Regions from separate parts of the Mus musculus genome. Here all the other regions are linked to region 2. Evidence: chromatin contacts called from public Hi-C and HiChIP or PLAC-seq data. All regions are on one chromosome and are shown on one strand. The core of a region is the stretch at or near the end of the contact, and the rest is flanking DNA. Distances in the headings are between cores, read along the strand shown.

Region 1 (4,160 bases), core at 669-3,168, 130 kb before region 2:
ATCCAACTAAACTTAATTTATTTCGATAGAAGAGCTAAGTGGTCTGGGTACCACGTTGGGCCATTTTAGTGTCCCTTCCCCCATTCAGAAGCACCTCTGCAGCTGGACTTCTGCAGCTTCACACAATTGCTCTCCCCCAGCCCTGACTCGTACAGCCAGGTCAGGTTGATTTTGGAAGACTCTGCACGGACATCAGGACCACCAGTGCATGTTGACTCAGTGTGGCATTTGTCTGCAGGGCGTATGTCCACACACCCTTCCCTGCCTCTGTTCCCGCCAGTGCATGGATCGGTTCTCCTCTGATCTCTTCCAGAGTACCCAGTATTACGACATGCGCTGGTCGTGTGAGCACCTCATTATGGTGTGGATCAATGCTTTTGTCATGCTCACCACGCAACTGCTGCCATCCAAATACTGTGACTTGCTACACAAATCAGCTGCTCACCTGGGCAAGTGGCAGAAGTTGGAGCATGGGTTCTACAGCAATGCTCCACAGCACATGTGAGTAGGGTAAAGGCTAAACCATGTAGCACTTCTCTTCACGAGGCTAGTCATGTCTATGCTGTGTGCCATTCTCGTTCTTGGTTTCTGTTTACGTGGGTGTTTGTCATAGTACTAAAAACAAGGCAGGACATTAACTCATTTCCACCCCCATCACCAGCTCCTTCTCCAGTGGGTCCATGTTTCAGCCGCCCAGTTACATTAGAGGCCATTATACTCAGCCGTTCACTTCGGTTTTGCCCATGTATGTGTGTGTACACATGTATGTACATATATATTTTAAACTATTTTGTAAGACTTAAGGTTTGTTTTCACATCTTCATTGCCACAACTGAATAGTTGCTACCTCAGCATCCCACACAGCTGGAATTTGCTTTAGTCCTTTTTAATTAATCAGATCTGGTATAGTCATTTTTCTTGCCTATAACTCTTTTGTTTTCTTCCTAGTCTTTGTACTGTTTTCTTCTTTCTCCTATTCTTAAATGCAAACTCCTGGCTTTTTATTGTGTACCCTTATTAATCATTTCTTTGTATGGCCTCTGGGATTCAAAATACCTAGCTTCCAAATGCTTTCATTCTGTCACTCTGAGCCTCCTATTAGAACTGTCCCTCAGTTTTGGAACATCGTCAAATATGGACCCTCTTCACCTTCCTCTCTTTTATAATTAAATATTTCACAATTTCATCCACCAGTTTCCCCCTCATTAAATGGGACAGATTGAGGTGACCTTCCCTCCCCTCTCCCCCTCAGAGTTCTCCCTTCAATTATCTGCCTTGATGTCTAATACAGATTAGCACAGGCCTTCAAGCCCAGGAACTGAAAGAGATTGGGCCAGGCTGAAAAGAAACCTGAATGTGGGCAAAGGACAGATTTCAATAACAATTGAAAGTACAACCCACAGTCCTAGTACTGTCCATCTTCAGGCTACTGGTGGCACGTGGCCATGAGGTGTGTCATCACCTTAACGCTGGTAAGTGTGACCAAGGCCGGTGGAACGTGTTCTAAACTGGGAGAGCTTCAGGGCATTAGAATCATTTTTATTTTTAACATATCTAAACTGCTGTCCCAGTTCTTACCCTAGGAAACTAACCTTTCCAAAGTCAGGAAGTGATGAGTTAACTTACGTTTAAATGGGAAAAGGTTGTAATTTGAAGCTTTCCATCCTTTTGCAATGCCATTACATTGATGCTGGAAAGAAAGAAACCTTTTCTTCCCTGATTTCTTTTCCTTAGAGAAACCTCTATAGAAATAAACCAAGAAAGCGGTCAAGAGGAAAGTCTGTGTGTTAGTACCCGTGTGCGTCTGTGTTCTCTGTAGCTTCTCACATCTGTGACACCAGCAGAGTGATCCTCTCTAGGGTACCATTATACAGCACATGGCTCCTAGTTGGCAGTGCTGTTCATTTCTCCTCTGCTTTAGCTGTCATTGGCTTTCGCTTCCTGTTTGTGTCCTCTTATTGCTCCCTTGGGATCCAGGTGACAAGTCACCCTCTGAATACTTGGTTTTCTGGCCTGGCCATTCTTCCAAGCCTGTAGCTCCTTTAACCCTGAGCTAACCAGTCACTCAGTAGTTGCTGCATTCTGTATAGCAGTGAAGTTATCATAAGAAATTCTTTCTAACTTCTAAGGCTTTGGCTGTGGAATGTATGTCTAGAGCTCAGGCAGATGAAGCCGTGAATGCTTAATCTGATCTTCATAGAAACATAGCTGGTCTTTCAGAACGCTGTCTTCCCTAATTCTCGGTATTCTAACAGTGCTTTCCTTTTTCCCATAGTTGGTCAGAAAACACAATATGGCCTCAAGGGGTGTTGGTGCGGCACAGCAGATGTTTATATCGAGCCATGGGACCTTACAATGTAGCAGTGCCTTCAGATGTATCCCATGCCCGCTTTTATGCAAGTACCATTTACTTATTTTCAAGCATAATTATGGAAGTGTTAGGAGGCCACTCTGTATGTATGTAAGCACCTAGCACGGTATGTGATGCACAGTAGGGAGTTAATAATAATAATAGGTAATTATTACTATGACTGTGACATTAGCCTTTGATCTTGAGAAATGTCTTTGGAAAGGCAGCTTGATGTTCATATACTATTGCTTAAAACAATTAGGCAATTATATGACTTCCTTTTTCACCTGACAGGCTTAATTTGTTAATAGTTCGGTTTAGAAGAGACCTTCACATGTGTTGTATCTGGGCCTGGCATGGTGTCATGTGAGTGTCATCCTAATACTTGGGAGGTGATGGCAGGAGGATCCAGAGCTCAAGGAAATCTTGAGCAACCTTGTTCAAAAACAAGCAAACAAGATCTGTGCATTAAAGTACTATTTAATATAGTAATAATGGCTTTTTTAAGTGTTTACCTGAGTTTGAAAGTAATAAAGTTAAAATTTAAAAGAGGAAAAGCAGCAGGCATTAAGCCCAACTTCTGCCCCATTTGACTTATGCGTTGAGTTGTGATCTAGTTAAACTGTTGGCCCTGAGGGTCTGAAGTATCTGACTTGTAAAGCAAGGGCAGCTGACTGGCCCATGTGGGTAGGGAAAAGGTATATGCAGAAAATACATTTAATCAAAATACCTGGGGTCGAGTGCATTATCTTTGAGTTCTATAATAAAATGGAGATTTAAAACAATTCCATCTGGTTCTCCTGTCCCTCCCGATTACCTATGAAAGGCCGTGGATTTCCTGGTTCCTGAGAGCCTTTGACCTGCATGAAGGGCACGATGCCTGGAGATACTTGCTAGGGGGAAGAACACGAGCAGGAGGAGAGGGTCTTGAAAAGGAGACAGTGGCTTTTCCTCTACTCTCGGGATCGCCTTAAGATGTCACAGCTCCATGGCATTTCTCTCCATAGGCATTTAATTCAGCCAGTGGAGACTCTAGGTTATTGTGAATGAATTATTTTGGCTGGTGCTATCCCTTTAAGCTATTACAGTTTTCTTGTTCGTGTTGCATAGCTGAAAAATATCAAGCCAAATTCATATAAGAAAGATGAATTGTTGTTTGCATAGGTAAATGACTACTTCTCAAAGGCCCTAGCTCCTGTGCATACCTTACCTGGCCTGTCTGTAACAGTGACTTGGTGCCTTTCTGATCAGAATCCCTGGAGGATCCATGAATTTAGAACATTTCTGTGAAGTGAGAACGTTCAAATTCCTGTAGAACCTGACTCCTCACATCCGTAACCCTGGCACTCGTAGAGGCAGGAGGAGCAAGGCTTTCCAGGGCGGCCTTTTTATCTCCAAGAGTGAGAGAGACTCTGCAGGCTTTTAAAGATCCTGATAAATTTAACGTTATAAATGAAGCCTGCCTATTAGCAGTAGCGGTTACATTTTAAAACCTCCCTTATGACTTGTTCAGTTTCTGGGTTGCTAGTACTGTTAACTACACTTTGCTATAGAATCTGAAATAGCTTTCTTAATCTTTGGTCTGAGCCATGGTGTTGCTGAATAACTTAATAAAGTTCAGGTTAAAGTTTTTGTCCCCTGAGGACTGCTCTGAGACACTCAGTGTCTTTGAGAGTAGCCCTAGCAGGTTAGTGTCAGTCTCACACTTAAGCTCCTGAGACAAAAATTGCATCCAAATTAGTAACTGTGTACCACACCTGCCTTCATCCGAATTTAGGACTGTCTGGTTACATGTTATGTTGCAGTCTGG
Region 2 (4,313 bases), core at 1,812-4,311:
GGCTCCCAAACTGAAATCCATTTCTCTTCCATTTCTACCTAGGTCCAGTGGCCTCTGCTCTTTCACCCCAAAGTTCAGTGGCCAGTATAGGATTCTCGAAAGGCCCTTCCCAGACTCTGGGTTCCTGATTACCACTCTGATTTACCACCTCCAACATCCCGAGATGCTCTCCCAAGGTCGTGAGCAAAAGGGTGGTGCCCTTCTCAGCCTCTTCTCACCCAGGACAGAGTCTGGGTCTTGCCCGTTAACTAATATATGTATATCTCTACACTGTTTTAGAGAAAACCACTTATCAGTTCTATCATCATCACCACCACCACCACCACCACCATCATCATCATCACATACACACAGGAAAGCAATGAGCTTTCCCTGTGTGGGGGCAGAAATTCTATTTAGTCTTGTTTATACAAACTGCTTATTATTCACGGTTCATTTCCACACTGTACAATGACAGTGTGGCTGGTGATCCAGAGTGCCAGATGCTTTTCATTCAAAAGCCAAACTCTATTCAGGTATGTATGCCCAGTCTTAAAGGTTGCTGATCTGTGACAGGGCCGTTTGCTTGCACTCTGGGGACGGGGGTCCTTAAAGGAGAATGGTGACTTACACACAGGAGGCAGCAAGAGGTCTGGGCCCTCTCCATCCTTTGTGATGGATGAGCCTTGTGTCTCTATGAGATCTCCTCTTAGCTTCCTCCTCAGCAGGACAGGAAGCATGGAGTTCCAAGCAGTCGGCTTTTCCTACCGAACATCCTTTCCCTTCCTCCTTTCCTATGTGAAACACACAGGAGTCCAACATACAAAATGGGTTTGAAAGAGGCGTCGCCTGAGGGCTCCTCTTAAATTCTTTCCCAGAGCCCCAGGGTTTTCAGGTTCTTCCTTAAACTAGGACTTTATAGGAACGGGCCATGGCGAGCAAGCATTATACAACCCTCACAGCGTGTGTGTGTGTGTGTGTGTGTGTGTGTGTGTGTGTGTGTGTGCGTCCCTGTGATTGTGCCTCTCTCTCTCTCTCTCTCTCTCTCTCTCTCTGTGTGTGTGTGTGTGTGTGTGTGTAGATGCCTCAGAACAGCTCCAACGTCACAGAAGGTGGCACCTCAGAAGCATGCCCAGTGTACCTACAGGTTAACACGAAGAGACCCCCGTAAAAACAAGCAGAGACAAACATTTTGTTCTTAACCACTGTGGTTAAGATGTGTACTTGGGGCTCTGTCAAGTTTTAAAAGGGGGGAAAAAAAACCCAACAAACAACTCAGTCCAAGTGATTTTATTTCAAAAAGACCTCTCCGGAGTGTTGTTGAGATTTAAACGAATTGACTTCAGTTATGCCTCAATTTCAGAGTCGGTTTTGAAAACCAGTAGTTCCCCTGAAGCTCTGAAATACTAAGCCATTTGTCCTAATGACACAGCAGACTCTGGACTCCCGAATACCACAGGAATATCACACCACTGCAAATTGCTAGGGGTGCTGAGTCTTCAAAAAGGGGAAATGAAACAAAGGCCCTGCACTGTTTCTGGGATGCACACTTGATATGGACAAACCCAGTTGTTTCAGGGAGAGTTTTCCTGAGGCAGAATTATTCTGAGCAGTTACATGGCCCTAAGTGTTCTTTTGTTGTATTTATCTATGTATAATGATAGATATGAGATATGTGTAGTGGGCTCTTTTCTCTTTCTCTGAAGTTTCCAAAGAAGCCTTTTTTTTTAAAGTCCAGAACCAGTCAACTTTACAAAAGGAGTCATTTCATGCCCCATTCCCCCACCTTTGCTATATTAAAAACTTTTACCCTCCAAGACGGTGTTATCCCAGTATAGTTTGTTTTCATTTTTCCCCACCCACCAAATGTTTAAACTGTTTCCACTGGCTCCTCTTTTTCTTTTTCCAAGCTGACTTAAAAAAAAAAAAACCAGAGACGCTCTTCTATATCCTAAACTCTTTTAAAGCTGAGGCCCTCTGACCTTCTTACGACACACTGCTCGCAGGACACACCAAAGGCCCCTCTGAAAAGGCAGGAGGAGGTAAAGGGTGGTGGTGGTGAGGTGGGGGGGGGGTCGGGGGAGGTACTGTATATTTGGCATCAACTCAGAAATACAGAAAATGTTTGTGCAAGCACTCCCCCAGCCAGGATTCCCCGCCCCACCCCCAGCACACTGCCTCCTACCACATTAATAAAAAAGGATGTGAGCCGGTGAAACCTTCCAGTACAGGAGGCACATTTAAGATGATCACAATGATACATCCAGAGAGATTCACCACACGTCAGTCACCCCCTCATCTTTCCCTTTCAATACCCAAAGTTTAAGACCCGAGCCTCCCTCCCGGGGCTTCAGCCTCAGAAATGGCCAGTAAACGCCACAGCTACACCACTGCTCATCCACCGCTCCTGTGACACGTCGGATGGACAGACCCAGCTCCTGCACTGTGGGGTGGAGGCGATGTGGTTAAGAACTGTCTTTTTTTTTTTTTTTTTTTTTTCCTATTAAAGTACAGTGAGCGCACGAGCCTGGAACACATTAACTTGTGAACTGCATCCAGCACACCCCAAGAGAAATCCATCGCTCTTAAACAAAAAAAAAAAAGGGGGGGGGGTACATTACCATCCTGTCCCGAACTTTCCAGATACTCCGTCAGGTCACATCCAAACGCACTGGCGGCTCCCTTTCGTTTCAGCTTCTGCTTGGCACCCTTGTTCTTCATGAGTTAGCCCCACAGAGGCTGCCCCTCCGTCTGCGCTCTCTGCTCCGCACCGCTGATGAGGGTTTCGGGGTCGGGTCACCAGGGCAGAGCGGCGCCGCGGGTCCGCATGGGCGCGCAGATTGGGCCGTGCACCGCCCCGGGCGGGTGTCACCTCCCTACTCGGGCTCCGGCGGCGTCTCCCCGCGCTTCTCGGCTGAGCCTTGCGAGGAGCCGGGGCCGGGGCGCGGCGGTTAGGGGACCGCCCCGGGGCTGAGTGTGCTCCGCCCTAGGCCCGCGCTCTGCCTTCAGAGCGCTGGAGGACCGCGAACAGCCAGCATCACGTCCCCTTGCCCGCCCTTGCGCCGTCCCTTTTTTCCTGTCTTACAAATCCCAGGATCGTCCAGCTCAGGAAGCGCTGGAAGGAAGTCAGCTCCGGAGGGGGGCGGAGGTTGGAAATTTTTGGCAGCTGTGTGTGTGTGTGTGTGTGTGTGTGTGTGTTTGTGAGTGCAGTCGAAGGAAGTAAGTGGGTGGGTTGAGCTGCGCGGGCTGGGGGAGAGATCGCGCTCTCCCGAAGTGGCTCTGCTAGTCCAGAGTATCGCCCAGGGCCGTCCCGGAGGAAATCGGCCTCGCGAGGAGCCGCGGCCGCCCGCCCGCTTCCTGCCGCCAGTCAGGCTCTTTGCACAGCGCAGGAGGCGGCGCCGGACTCTGCAGGGAGGGCTCGGGATGGGTGCTCATGGAATTGCTCTCCTTGTCATCCCAGTCCTGACACTTTCTATTTCAGTGCCTGCCTTTCTCCTCCGTCGACACTTAAGTGTAGTGACAGTAACAAAGACTGGGATTCCAGAAACCTGACCGGCAAAGCCTTTACGTTGGCCACTCCCATCTCTCTTTGCCTGGGTCTGCGGTCCCTGAAGCCCAGACGTCTCCTCTCCCACGCTGAGGTTAGGATACCCTCGGGCGAGAGAGAGGTGCAGCTTTGTAACCACTGCCCAGGAAGAAGTTATATTTCTAGTTACAAACTCAAGTTCAGGCACACACACACACACACACACACACACACACACACACACACGCACACACACATCCCGATCTTACTAACTGCAAGAGATTTGAGTAAAGAAACCAAGATTTAAGGGGCGCTGACATTTTGCCAGTCTCCCAGGTTGTTTTAAAACTTGAGGCGTATGTTTTCACCCCGGCATGTTTTTCCTGCTTTAGTTGGAATTCCTTGACTCGTGTGTACTCAGCACACAGTGAACACTTAAAGTCTTGTGCCTTGACAACTCAAAGATTAGATTAAACTTCCTGCATCCATTCAAATCCATATATAGGCTTGAAGGGTAGGTACATTCATATAGCTGGCAAAAGTATTATGTGTTGCATTTTAGTTACTGATTCCTCTTAAAAGCCATCATGGCAGTTTATGAACTTTGAACTCTGACCTTCTCTCTATGTCCAGACATAACCTGATAGCCAGCCTACCAAATTTGGCCTACAGATGTGTTTTGTTTGGAACATATTGTTTAAAAAAAAATTTAGCCAACACTAAAGAATTAAGATGTTTCTCCGTAAGAAAGCTGGATTTCTGTCGTCTCCTGTGGGAAGGAAGCTCTGCTTATACCACAAGTGCGTTC
Region 3 (4,380 bases), core at 1,547-4,046, 76 kb before region 2:
TCGTCCTTCAGTGTGTCTCTTGTCATTAGCCGATGACTTCAGAACCCGTGCTGTATTTGAGTGGTGTGGGAGCTATGGACAGACTTTTAATCTTTATCTCCGCCTGTGAGCAGTACTCACCTGCCTGTGAGTGACATTAACACCTGCTTCATCCATAAGGTACTAAATGAGCTCCTACTGATCTTGTTTGGTTTTGTTTTGTGTTTTGTTTTGTGTTTTTGAGACATGGTTTCTCTACGTAGCCCTGACTGTCCCAGAACTTGGCTCTGTAGACCAGGCTGACCTTGAACTCACAGAGATCCACCTGCGTCTGCCTTCCAAGTGCTGGTGTGTGACACCGCTGCCCAGCTTGTGAGATCCTATTTGAGTTTAGGACAGAAGTCGCTCAATTACAAGGCAGCTGTTATCATTGTTAATATTATTATTCTATTATTATTTGAATCCTCTTGTTCATCCAACGAGGTGGTATTTGACTTCAGCTATGCAGGTGAGTTAAACAAAATGTCAGAATGTAACAGCTATTTTCCTATGTCTAAAGTTTGTTCAGACCATCACATTCACTACTGCAGGCACAGACACTACTAAGGGACAAAGGCTGCAACAGAATTAACATTTGTAGGCCCTACTTTTGTAATCAAAACAAAACATCCCCATTTTACTTTTTAGTGTCAATAAACTGTCTGAATTCATGTCATTTCCTTCAATCAAGTTGACAAATATTGTCTTCCAGCTTTTTCCCCTCTACTTTCCCTACTTTTTCCAGTCCCCGTGAGGGCACCACAAGGATAGGGGTAGGCTGGGGTAGGTGTTTTGACCCAAGGCTGTTGCTGACAGAATTAGGAAGGAACCATTTCTGAGGCTTTTTTGTCAAGAATTGCTCTAGCTACTCACAAGTCCACATCAGCAGCTAAGGTTGGTGCAGTCGCCAGTGTTTATGACTAAGGTTTCTGTGTGCTTTGGGTTCTTTTTCACTAAAATTCAATGTAGTCTGTGGGCAAGGTTATGACAATTATTATACAAAAGAGCTAATACATCAAAACAAATACTATTCTTGAATACCCTTCCTTTTTTTTTTTTTTTTTTTTCAAGACAGGGTTTCTCTGTATAGCCCTGGCTGTCCTGGAACTCACTTTGTAGACCAGGCTGGCTTTGAACTTAGAAATCCGCCTGCCTCTGCCTCCCGAGTGCTGCCTTTTTTTTTTTTTTCCGAGACAGAGTTTCTCTGTGTAGCCCTGGCTGTCCTAGAACTCACTTTGTAGATCAGGCTGGCCTCAAACTCAGAAATCCACCTGCCTCTGCCTCCCAAGTTTTTTTTTTTTTTAAGATTTATTTATTTATTTATTTATTTATTTATTTATTATATGTAAGTTCACTGTAGCTGTCCTCAGACACTCCAGAAGAGAGGATGGTTGTGAGCCACCATGTGGTTGCTGGGATTTGAACTCCTGACCTTTGGAAGAGCAATCGGGTGCTCTCTGAGTGCTGCCTTTTAAGCCTTTAAAAAATTAATTTTTTCTTAAAAAGTTATCTGTGGTGTGTGTTTCTTCTAGACTCCAACTCTCCCAAGACTTTCTTTTCTTTTTAAAAAAAGATTTATTTATTTTATGTATATAAATATACTGTAGTTGTCTTCAGACACACTAGAAGAGACATCAGATTCCTTTACAGATGGTTGTGAGCCACCATGTGGTTGCTAGGAATTGAACTCATGTGGTCCTATTTTAATTTTTTTAATCTATTAATTTTTTTAAATTAACATGCTTGGTATTAGCTTTCACTATAACACGTCCAACAAGATCCGTTCTTGCCTGTCTCTTCCCTACTTTCCCTCTGCTTCAGTCCCTCTGTCCCTTCCACCCACCAAAGCCTCTTTCTACATTCGGGTCACATGTGTTCTGTTGCCCTCCCCGACTTCCTGCACACTCCTTTCCTCCTGTCTGGGCACACACACACACACACACACACACACACACACACACACACATCACAAGCTTGGATCTGAACTTGAGAGAGAGCCTGGCTGCAGGCTTTGTTACTCTGCGCCCGGCTACCTTGTCAAGCCTGGCATTAACATTTGCTTTAACCACGTGTTTTGTGCCATCCTTTCTGCTCACCCACGGGTGCCTCATTTGGTAGCCATACAAGCAAGCACAGTGCAGCTATTTCACTCTTGCATCAGCAGCCCATTGGCTATCCCATCCTCTCTTCCCCTGGCCCAGGTGCTTTGCTGTTTTTTTTTTCTCTCTCTCTCTTCTCTTTGTAGCTCTCTGATAAAGTCTTTTGATGTTTGCAATGGGGTGGGGTTGGGGGAACTCTATCTTTCCTGCCTACCGGTCTGTTCCCCCAAGCCCCCAGGCAAACACAGAAAGAACACTCTTTTGGAAAAAAAAAAAAAAGAGAGAGAACCATCACGATGTATAGCAAGCACCAGAGGCCTGAGATTCCTGCCCTGCCTCTGCTGTGTGACCTTGGGCCAGCCACTTTACTTCTTTGGTTCTCAGTTTCCTCCCTGAACAATGAGGCGCATTCAGTTGGATAAGCAGAGAAATAATTTAACCCAGCTCTCAAAACAAACAGCATCATTCTGAGAATTCAAGGAAGGAGCAGTTAGCAAACAGCTCGACCACTCTCCTTCCCTTGCCATCTTACATCCACCACCATGCTAAGATAATGCCAACCAGCTGGCGACTTGTGTTATTGTTATTTCAGTGTCGAAACTGCCCTTGGCCGGTCCGTGCATCCCACCCGCTAACCACAATAGAAACCCAAACACTCACCGTGAATTTCTCATAGAGCTCGTAGGTCAGGAGGGGGTTGGGCAGCTCCCGGAAGTAGAGCTTGCACAAGGAGCCCACACAGTGGATGTCTTGAAGGTACACTTCCCTTGTCAGATCTGGGCATTGATCTGAGCCAAACTCTTGCCTGGAACAACAGAGATGGAGACATAACAACCCCAGGGACCATGGGATCCTTGTCAGCAGCTGCTTGGAGGCACAGGAGTCAAAAGAGCCTCCACTGCCGATGTGCCTGGGGTCCTGCCTGACCTCCACTCCACTCCGGGCACCAGAAGGCCATTGGAGAGACACCGCTTTTGGAGGCTGATGTTTGCTTGGAAGTCGTTTGTGACTTGACGTCAGAAAACTCATTTGTGTCCAGAAGTCCCCACGGCACCGTATCTGTGTCTTGGCGGGGGGCCAGGGGGATATAAAATGTCTACTGAGATTTCAGTTTTTCTAAAGCATTACTCAAAATGTAGCCCCCCCCCCCCCGTCTTTTTTTTTTTAGCGGTGAGACCCAAAACTGGGAAGTGGGGTGAGGCAGGGGGTGGGAACAGTGTCAGGTCTTATCCCACATTTCCACAGTCATGTCTCAAATTCCCTTTAACCAGATACTCAAACCCAAGGTTTGTGGACCTAACTCAACCATCTCTCTGTCGCTTAGCGGAACTGTTTATTTTTTAGGTGGCTTAGTGGTGACTCTTAGGTGTCACTCCAGCATGTGAATGTCTTAAGCAGTCAGTCCACAGTTGGGATTCCAGGCACACCAAGACCATTTGGGTCTAGAGTAGGCGTCTGCACCATTTTCTTTCGTTCCTTTTACTTTGTTTTCTTTCCCTTTGATCCATGTTGTTTGAAACAGGATACAGGCTAGGTTGGTCTTGAACTGATGTCATTATTTCTTCATTCTCCTGAGTGCTGGGCTCATGGGCCTGAACTACCAGCTCCAGTTTATGTTTGACGTCAAATCAGAAAACATTTCCTTACATGCGTGCACTGCCTCACACTGTAAATACTTGTAAGCTACAAATATGGTTTTTTGTTTTGTTTTGTTTTGTTTGTTTGTTTGTTTTTTTGGTTTTTTGAGACAAGGTTTCTCTGTATAGCCCTGGCTGTCCTGGAACTCACTTTGTAGACCAGGCTGGCCTCGAACTCAGAAATCTGCCTGCCTCTGCCTCCCGAGTGCTGGGATTAAAGGCGTGTGCCACCACGCCCGGCCCCAAATATGGTTTTTAAATGGTTTTAATATTTCTATATTTAAGCTCCCGAGTGTACTCCTCAGTTAGGCAGGGATAAACCCCACAAGAGTCCGAGAACCAACATTTTTCAAAGCAGCCCATTGCGCCCCTGTACTCTGTTCCATCTCTTCAAAGAAGAGTGGGAAACGCTCCAATACTGTAAGGACCTAAAGGTAACTCATGGGGACAGAGAAGAGAGGGGTCCCGTGAATCTGTGGACATACGTGCATGTGTTTGTTTCTCTGAGATCAGGAGAGAAGAATCTACAATTTATTCATTTATTTTGCCCAGATTTTCCCTGGTCAAGGCTAAGGCACTCTGTAAATGAAAAAGACTCCCCCTACCTAAGTATCTTTCTGGATGCC

What was found. Hi-C and Micro-C count contacts between places; a contact is called where the count stands out from the background. HiChIP or PLAC-seq counts read pairs in DNA pulled down with a chosen protein or histone mark.
Region 1: an H3K4me3 HiChIP or PLAC-seq map of the 230-238 cell line shows a contact between it and region 2, with 17 read pairs. The contact joins the enhancer-like site here to the promoter of Arhgap31 in region 2. A contact is called at or near these places in 6 of 39 promoter capture datasets (the C10 cell line, cranial neural crest, hematopoietic stem and progenitor cells and 3 more), 1 of 484 Hi-C or Micro-C datasets (bone marrow-derived macrophages), 7 of 115 datasets of contacts at active chromatin or transcription factors (the 230-238 cell line, bone marrow-derived macrophages, cardiomyocytes and 4 more) and 4 of 9 other capture datasets (adipose tissue, liver, macrophages and 1 more).
Region 3: a contact with region 2 is called in a Hi-C map of Th1 cells, with 5 times the contacts expected there. The contact joins the enhancer-like site here to the promoter of Arhgap31 in region 2. A contact is called at or near these places in 17 of 39 promoter capture datasets (the 3T3-L1 cell line, 3T3-L1-derived adipocytes, the C10 cell line and 10 more), 5 of 15 datasets of contacts at CTCF or cohesin (the NIH/3T3 cell line, embryonic stem cells, large pre-B cells and 1 more), 220 of 484 Hi-C or Micro-C datasets (2-cell embryo, 8-cell embryo, B cells and 123 more), 45 of 115 datasets of contacts at active chromatin or transcription factors (the 230-238 cell line, CD4 single positive thymocytes, CD8 T cells and 33 more) and 6 of 9 other capture datasets (adipose tissue, embryonic stem cells, embryonic tail and 3 more).

Annotation. Positions count from the first base shown.
Region 1 is chr16:38,585,908-38,590,067 of GRCm38.p6, forward strand. It overlaps Tmem39a (transmembrane protein 39a), which reads left to right. Exons shown (of 9, transcript NM_026407.3): 7 at 314-501; 8 at 2,276-2,396. Among named protein-coding and RNA genes, the nearest start is that of Tmem39a, 25 kb to the left of the region's middle. Within about 2 kb of position 1,919, at least 7 of the 459 cell types and tissues checked have an H3K27ac peak or open chromatin away from gene starts, as enhancers often do. A contact at or near this core is called in the 230-238 cell line and pre-B cells, where this site is marked.
Region 2 is chr16:38,709,974-38,714,286 of GRCm38.p6, forward strand. It overlaps Arhgap31 (Rho GTPase activating protein 31), which reads right to left and starts at 3,062. Exons shown (of 12, transcript NM_020260.2): 1 at 2,601-3,062. The coding sequence starts at 2,700.
Region 3 is chr16:38,634,120-38,638,499 of GRCm38.p6, forward strand. It overlaps Arhgap31 (Rho GTPase activating protein 31), which reads right to left. Exons shown (of 12, transcript NM_020260.2): 3 at 2,778-2,922. Gm36482 (a long non-coding RNA gene) reads left to right here. Exons shown (of 6, transcript XR_003951954.1): 4 at 1-159. Among named protein-coding and RNA genes, the nearest start is that of Gm36482, 21 kb to the left of the region's middle. Within about 2 kb of position 2,797, at least 74 of the 459 cell types and tissues checked have an H3K27ac peak or open chromatin away from gene starts, as enhancers often do. A contact at or near this core is called in the C3H10T1/2 cell line, CD4 single positive thymocytes, CD8 T cells and 29 more, where this site is marked.